Regions from separate parts of the Mus musculus genome. Here region 1 is linked to region 2. Evidence: chromatin contacts called from public HiChIP or PLAC-seq data. All regions are on one chromosome and are shown on one strand. The core of a region is the stretch at or near the end of the contact, and the rest is flanking DNA. Distances in the headings are between cores, read along the strand shown.

Region 1 (3,923 bases), core at 1,266-3,765, 180 kb after region 2:
ACTAGAAAACCATCATCAAATGTACCTCTTATTCTTAAACCTCCAGAGCCAGGGGCCTTTTGCCTTATAATTTACCCAGGCTATAGCACTGCCCAGTTAACCACAGAAACCGGACCAACTCGCTCCAGTCTTGAAAGATCAAGGAAAGCTGCCATAGAAATTGAATGATAGTTGTCCCAAGTTCTGAAGCATCAGAAACTTGCCCCTCCCAGACCCTAAAAGTCCAGAGAAAAAGTTACTACGGGGCTGGTGAGATGGCTCAGTGGGTAAGAGCACCTGACTGCTCTTCCGAAGGTCAGGAGTTCAAATCCCAGCAACCACATGGTGGCTCACAACCATCTGTAACAAGATCTGACGCCCTCTTCTGGAGTGTCTGAAGACAGCTACAGTGTACTTACATATAATAAATAAATAAATCTTTAAAAAAAAAAAAAAAAAAAAAGTTACTACCTACAGAGAATCTTGCCCTCTAAATTTTATGTTTTTTTCCAAGGGAAAAAACCATATAAGATTCTTAATGTATGTATTGTTATTATTCTGTTTATTAAGACCTCAGACATTCAGAAGACTCTGCCTCAAAGAATTCCTAGGGATGGTGGAAGTTAGCCGAGATCTCTGCTGTCCTCCTGTATATAGGCCTAGTGTAGTATACAACACATGTGTGTAGAGCCTGGTATAGTGTACTGCACATGCATGTAGACTGGCCAGGAAGGCTAGAGTGATTTTCAAGCATGAATCTCCCGAAAGCTTTGCTATGAAGGGCTGGGATATCACCTAGGAGAGTCATAGAAAAAGACAAGAACCTTTACTTTAGGGAACTGATGAGGGATTCTTTAGACCTTCCTCTTTGATCAGAGCAGTAGGAAAGCCACAAGGATGAGCTACACTAAGATGCTCTTTATCTCTTGCAAGTTAGCCAGGATCTCTGCTTTCCTCCTGTATATAAGCCTACTGTAGTATACAACACACGTGTGTAGAGCCTGGTATAGTGTACCGCACATGCATGTAGACTGACCTGGAAAGAAGATGGGTATCCCCTGCAAGAGAGCTCATAGGAGCCCCTGGCCAGAAGACCTGAGTTCAGCTTGCTTCTTTCACCCAGCACGTGCCTATTCACTGAAGAGAGAATTCTTCACTATCTACACACACTTGTGCCAGTCACTAGACTAACAGACATCAGGAGTCATCCTAGCTAGAGTCCAGGTAGAAACGGAAGCAAACCTCATATGTAGATCTTTAGCATGTCTGCCCTTAGGAAGGAGCTACAAACATCGGGCTTAGACTCCTTCCTGATTCTCTCAAACTCTCCTAAAGCTCTGACCCATCAGGACCTGACAGTCTCAGACACCACTTTCAAGAAGAAAGTTCATACCCACCCAGTTCAAATTATGCATCTTTAAGCTCAAATAGCATTTTGGCCCTTGGCCTAGAGAGGGAGAGACCTGACCAATCACCTTATGATTTGAAGAGGGTGAGTCAGGACCCAGCTAAAGTAGCCTTTCCAGACACCTGTGCCAGCCAAAACCTGAAGTCACACTTCTCGTTTTCAAAGGTGGGGAGTGATCAACTAAGTCTGCCCTCTATAACCAAGTGCCACAGGACAACATTTCCACCTTACAATATTCCAGAGTTTGCCCCCAGTTTCTTAGAATTTGGAATCTGGCACAGCTGAGTTGATTTGACATTGTATCTCAAAGTCACTTAGAAAGAAGCCAAACCAAACCAAAGCAAACCCAAAAAACCTTTAAGGTGAACCAGGAACAGCCAAGTATCCTGCTAGTGACTACCCTTGCCAAAACGCAGTCCAAATCTCATAGAGATCAAGCATTACCAGAAAGTCCAGTTCAAAGGCAGTTTTCTTAAAAGGTTGAAATTATGGCCACAGTGGGCATGGAGGGATTTGCTTTGAACAAGAATTTCCACCCATGCATTTCCACCTGGTGCTTTGCCCTGGTGATATAATTTTTTTTCAGTGCCCCTTGACAAGAAAGTGCAAACAGAAACCATGAAGCCAACCTGTCTAAAGGGATTTTCTTCAGCCTGTAGTCTAACGAAGCTTCCCTCCTCCCTCCCTGCTAGACAAACAAGTTTGTCCTGCCTTAAAAGGATTTGCAAGCCCAGTTGCCTTGGGTTTAGTGAACTCCACAGCAAAAGCAGAGCCTTGGGCTCTGACACTCACCATCTGGTGGTCACATGACCAAACCACCTAGCTTCTTCTTTTCCATTCTTTCTGGTTGAGTCTGAGGATTTTCCTGGGCTACAAAGAGACAGAAACTTGCTTTCTCAGTTAACAGATGTAATTATATTCGGAGCCTAGCACGTCTGCATCTTGCTCACATGGGACTAACAGATAAATCTTTATAGTGCATATTTCTGGATTTCTTAAAGACGGTCAATATCTTTACCAGCATGCACTCCCCCCTGGCAAGTTACCGATGCCCCTCCTGTCTATGCCTATGCCATCCAGGTGGGGCAGGCCAGTGCCTCTGCAGCTTTCTGCCCTGGCCAGGCCTGCTCCTTGCTATGAGTCAATGAGTCAACAGACTGGCCCCATGCCAGAGCAGCCTCTGATGAGCACTGTGCTCTCAGGAAGAAAAACTGCTGGTCCCAGACCCTTCTACTGCAAGGTGGGGGGTTCCACTCCTGCTACCTCTTCCTGGGACCTGAATGGTAGGCACTACTTTCCCTGCATAAGCTGCCAAATTCATCCTTGCAATTCTCAGGATCTCCAGTTTACCAAAGGCCCCTGACCTTGAGGAAGGATTCGGTGACTGTGTAGTCACTATGCAGCTGTGATGTGCTGGCTCCTGCACCAGGTGCTGAGGTTGCCAAGCAATGGGTACCATACAATTCTCCGAGGTCTTATGGTTGAAAGGCTCTTCTATCCGATTCTGATATGATCACTTTTGCTTTATCTTAGTATATTTTATTTTTGCTATTTTTTTATTATACCTTAAATGCCTATTTTTTTTTCTAACGAGAGACAGAAAGGAAATCGTCTGGATGGAAGGGGGCATGGAAGGGTCTAGAAGTAGAAGGAGAAAAAACCATAATCAGAATATATTATGTGAGGGGATGGGAAATCTATCTTCAAAAAAAGAATAATAAAATAAAAACAAAAAGAAAGGTCTTCTATAAACAGGCGTTTTCATGATGACCCAGTCACACACTTAGCCAAATTTCTCCCATTTCCATTTTGTACTTTAGCTACTGAGAGGAATCCATTCAAAGACTGGTACTCAAGACGGTTTGAGGACTTCAGATGAACTAGGCACTGTGCCAACTCCCTGCCTTGACCATGTTTGATCTTTGAAACCAGTTTACAAGTAAAAAGGCTGAGGCAGTAATGTATACAATATAATTGGCCTGAGGGTAGGCAGATGGCTCTGCAGCTAAGGGCACCGGAGGACCGGAGTTCTGACCTCAGAAGTCAGGCATGGCTACACATACCTGAAAGCCCAGAACTGAGAGGAGCCTAACTAGAATCTCTGAGGCTTGCTGGCTGCCAGAATAGCAATGAAACAAAACAAAACAAACAAAACAAACTAGGGTCAGTAAAAGAACCTATGTCAAATGAACAAAATATAGTGAGGTAAAGATAGCAGATACCCAGCATCCTTCTCTGGCCTCTGCTCCCGCCAGTGCGCAGAGGCCCCACACCTACATACGACTCATACACATAGACACAAAGATGCATGCCCCCCACACACACCTACATATGCCTCATACACATAGACACAGACACATGCCCCCCACACACACCTACATACGCCTCATACACATAGACACAAAGACACATGTCCCACACACACCTACATACGCCTCATACACATAGACACAAAGACACATGCCCCCCCACACACACCTACATACCCCTCATACACATAGACACAAAGACACATGCCCCCCCACACACATACAGA
Region 2 (4,132 bases), core at 1,390-3,889:
AACCCCCTCAAAATATCTCTTCAGGACTCTCATGCAGGATGTGTCACCTGGAAAGACTATCTCCTTTCCACCTAGGACCCCACACCCAAGTCTCACATCCCCAGGTCCTGAGCAGAGAGATTCAATGGCCTCTATATCCCAGGTCCTGAAACCTTTCTTGTCCAAAACAGACTGATCATTTTACCACCTCAGGCTCCTCCAGATGTCCAGCCACTCACACGAGCCAAACCATAGCAACATCTTTTTAAACTTTTACATTCGCACACTCACACACATCGAGGGGACAAGGCCTCGTATGCCCTCAGGCTGCCTCCGTCTCAGACTCTCTGGAGTGGAAGATGACCTTGAACTTCTGCAGCCCTCCTGAGTGCTGGGCTTCTGGCCATGGATTTTCATGGTACTGGCGTGAAACGCAGGCCCTCGTGTGTGGCCGGCAAGCACAGTGAGAGCGGAGCTGCCGCTCAGCCACACAGCAGCATCCCGACTCCTCTGCTCATGCTCATGAAAAGCCCCATCTCCTGCGGCTCTCACGCCCGCTCCCTATTCTGCACCTCAGCAGCCTTCGCCGTCTCCCCCATTCTGGGCTCCTGTGCATTTCCACACCACTGCACACGGCTCGGCTGTTCAGGAGGGTCCTCTGTGCACACTTTATTTCCTGTCTGGTGACCACTGTCAGTGCAAAGGCTAAGCTCAAACACACCGAGTACTTCATGCCCTGACTCCTGCTTTCCTCCGCTGCTAGACCCTACTGACTCCTTCCTTGTCGGGAACATTCCTAGTTTGCCAATTCTTATTTCTCTAGGAAACTGCTCCTTCGCACCGCCCTTTCTGACTCCATTTCGTTTTGCAATGGAAAAGAGAAGGAAGAAGAGGAGGAGGGAGGGAGAGGAGGAGGAGGAGGAGGAAGGGGATAGAAGGGAAGGGTGGAAAAAGGAGAGGGGGTTAGGATGGGACAGGAGGGGAGGCTCCATTAAATCTCTGTGTTAATGCCTATGAGGTGGCTCAGTGAGTAAAATAACATTCTATACAAGCCTGATCCCCTAAATTCTATCCGCACCTCAGAATCTGTGGTGCAAGGAGAGATCCAGCTCCCGAAAGTTGTCCTTGATCTCACAAGTGCAGAGTTAACTGCACACACACACACACATGCACACACACATAAACACACATGCACATATACACACACATGCACACACATACATGCACACACATGCACGCACACACACACAGGCACACACATGCACACACACATGCACACACACACATGCACACACACGCGCACACACATGCATACATACATACACACATGTGCACACACACACATGCACACATACACACACTCGTGCACACACACACATGCACACATACATACACACACACATGAACATACACACATACACGCACACACACGGGGTGGGGGGAGAGGGAGAGAGAGAGTAGTAAATGGTAGTAATAATTATAAGTTTAACATTTAAAACACCTATTATTGTCACCTTTTCTCTAGACAAATCCAAAACGCCGCCAACAGGGTGCATGAGTGTATATGTTTCAAGAGGCAAAGTTTGAAGTCATTTTCAAACTTTTAAAATTGACTGTGGGATTACATCACTGAAGCAGAGGATAATGGTTTGAGTGTGCTGAGATGCTACCTAGAGAGCATGGCATGGAGCCTGCAAGATGACTCAAGTTAAAATAATTTCTTGCAAACCTGACCTCCAGATTCCAATCCCTACAAGCCATGGAAATGTGGAAGGAGAGAATCAACTCCACAGAGCTGTCTTTCGACCTCTATACACTCTCCATGCACACACACACACTAAAACGGGAACATAATATGTCCCTTAGGTGCTTTTGGTGTGGCCCAGCATCTGCAGCTACTTATCACTGGAGAGAGCAAAGGACAGACAGCAGTTTGTACCTGTCACCTGGCCCTGGTTTCAGTCTCCTGAGCCACGGGCAGAAGACAGGAAACAGCAGGTATGGTCTCTCTCATTCTCCTGGGGTAGAGAGTTGAGCCCATTCCCAGGTGGTCCACTCAGTCAGAGACATACAGAGTAAAATGTCCAAGACCTCCTCCTCAATGCAAAGCAAGCCAGGCCAAGGCCAAGAGTACCTTTGAAGGGAGGGAGAGAGGGACAGAGAGGGAGAGAGAGGGAGAGAGAGACAGAGAGGGAGAGACAGAGTCAGAGACAGAAAGAAGAGATGGACAGGAAACCTTAGGAGAAGAGCCCGAAAGAGAGGGTTGTTTTCAATGACAGCCCACAAGCCTGAAGGGACAGAGTCCCAAAGGGGAAGACTCCTGTTGACTGAGTGATTGACTGCATAAGTGGAAATGACCCCAGGGAGAGAAAAGAGTGCTTTTGTAGCTAGCCTGGAGAGAAGCCTGAAAACTAGCGGCTGGATTCCTGTACCATTAGAGGTTAAGTCAGTACTAGGATTAAATGGCATGAGGTGCCAGGCTTAAGAGGTGGCTATGGGGGACCTAGGGAGGGATGAGCAGCAGGGATGACCTCTCTACTCCGAGGCCACAGACACTGCGATGTGCACATCCGCTGCCACCAGGGGGCGGGCAAGGGCTGAGGAGACGGCGCTGCGCCGGAGCGGGGCGGGGCGGGGACGCAGCGACGCCCAGGACGCCAGATCCCGTGACCGTCCGCCCGCCCGCAGCCGACATGCAGTCCCCGGCGGTGCTCCGCACCTCCAGGTGAGCCAGACCCCCAACATGCATGATCCAGACGTCCCAGCAGCTGACGGTTTATCCCGCTGCACCGCACACTATCCTGCTGGCGTGCTGGCGCGCCGTCTAGAGTCCCCGTTTTACAGACAAGGAAACTGAGGCCCCCTAAAGGATCCAAGCACTCACCCACGTCTCCAGAAAAGCCTGGGATTGGCGAGATAGCGCTGGCTGGGACAGGGCCCAGCTTCCTGTCCCTGCGTATGGGGGGAGGGGGGCATTTCTTCCGGTCCCCCAAACATTTCTGCGCTAGCTGTGTGAATAGCTCGATGCTAAGCACCAGGGACGAGGTGAATAAAACAAGGTGTCCCTGGAGGTGATACCCGCACCAAAATGACTGGTGCTGCGGGAGGGGGCGTGTTAAGTTCAGTTGGCAGGGCAGCACACTGCTGCTGTTGAACCCCAACTACGCAGAACTAAGACCCTGGCAGTTATTGCTGGAGAGAGCGCAGGAGCTTCCTCAAAGGGGTCAGAGCAGTGCGCATCCACCCAGGGCCATACTCACAGCTAGGGTGAGGCTTGGAAAGGCTTGTGGGCAGGGTGGATGTCCTACTCCTTCCTCGATTTTTAAGTAACTCTGAAATGATGAACTTTAAGGATAATCGTATACTCTGCCTTTATTCCCCGAATACAAACTCTAGCCAAGATGGGCAAACGGGTGCTTTACCCAACACAAGTTCATTTGTATTCCCAGCTCCCTGGTTAGAAAAGTATGGTTCCGGACGTAAGCCCTGATCTTGAAAGCTGCTTGCTCTCCTTGGTGTGGTGAGGCCGCAGGCCACATCCCCATTAAAAGAGATGTTCCTATGACCCTGTGAGTCGTTCCCTTTCACAGAGCCTCAGTTTCCCTTCCTGTAGAGAAAGGTTCCATCTAGAGAGATAGGAGGACAGGAGCAGTAAATGTCCCTGTGGGCCACCAGACTGTGACTGTGAGTTTGGTGCTGGTGCCTAGAAAGGGTAGTGGTGGCTTCCCTTGGTGCTAGCATGCCCCCGAGTGTTAGCAGGCATAGTGTGCTGCTGATGGTGAGGGTGGACGAGTCGTGCCCTGTCCACCATTCTGATAGTCACAGCAGACCCAAGGAGCTTGCCTTTGAGGAGCACAGCCACCTAAGTAAGCATTGAAGTGGCCCTGCACCCAAGATCAGCTGGAGTTTCCAGCCTCCTCCTGCGCGGCATCTCTGGGCTTCATGCAGTATCCATCCAGCAGGTGTTTTCTCGGGATCCCTTCGATGCTAGACACCGGTCCAGGTTCTAGGATACAGTAGTGAGGCTTTGGAGGGAATGGGTGGGCAGCGAGAAAACGTAAGCTATGTCGAGGGTAGTAAATGCTGAGAAGGAAGCTGAATGATGGGGAGGGAGGTCAGGTGACAGACATGAGTTTTATACGATGTGGTCAAG

What was found. HiChIP or PLAC-seq counts read pairs in DNA pulled down with a chosen protein or histone mark.
Region 1: a contact with region 2 is called in an H3K4me3 HiChIP or PLAC-seq map of forebrain, with 6 times the contacts expected there. The contact joins the enhancer-like site here to the promoter of Hs1bp3 in region 2. A contact is called at or near these places in 15 of 39 promoter capture datasets (the C10 cell line, the HPC-7 cell line, cranial neural crest and 9 more), 3 of 15 datasets of contacts at CTCF or cohesin (the NIH/3T3 cell line, embryonic stem cells and large pre-B cells), 53 of 484 Hi-C or Micro-C datasets (B cells, CD8 T cells, CD8 central memory T cells and 33 more), 52 of 115 datasets of contacts at active chromatin or transcription factors (the 230-238 cell line, CD8 T cells, the HPC-7 cell line and 35 more) and 4 of 9 other capture datasets (adipose tissue, embryonic stem cells, liver and 1 more).

The regions. Positions count from the first base shown.
Region 1 is chr12:8,485,991-8,489,913 of GRCm38.p6, forward strand. No RefSeq gene overlaps it. Among named protein-coding and RNA genes, the nearest start is that of Rhob, 12 kb to the right of the region's middle. Within about 2 kb of position 2,516, at least 48 of the 459 cell types and tissues checked have an H3K27ac peak or open chromatin away from gene starts, as enhancers often do. A contact at or near this core is called in forebrain, neural stem cells, thyroid gland and 1 more, where this site is marked.
Region 2 is chr12:8,310,794-8,314,925 of GRCm38.p6, forward strand. Hs1bp3 (HCLS1 binding protein 3) reads left to right here and starts at 2,640. Exons shown (of 7, transcript NM_021429.3): 1 at 2,640-2,704. The coding sequence starts at 2,673.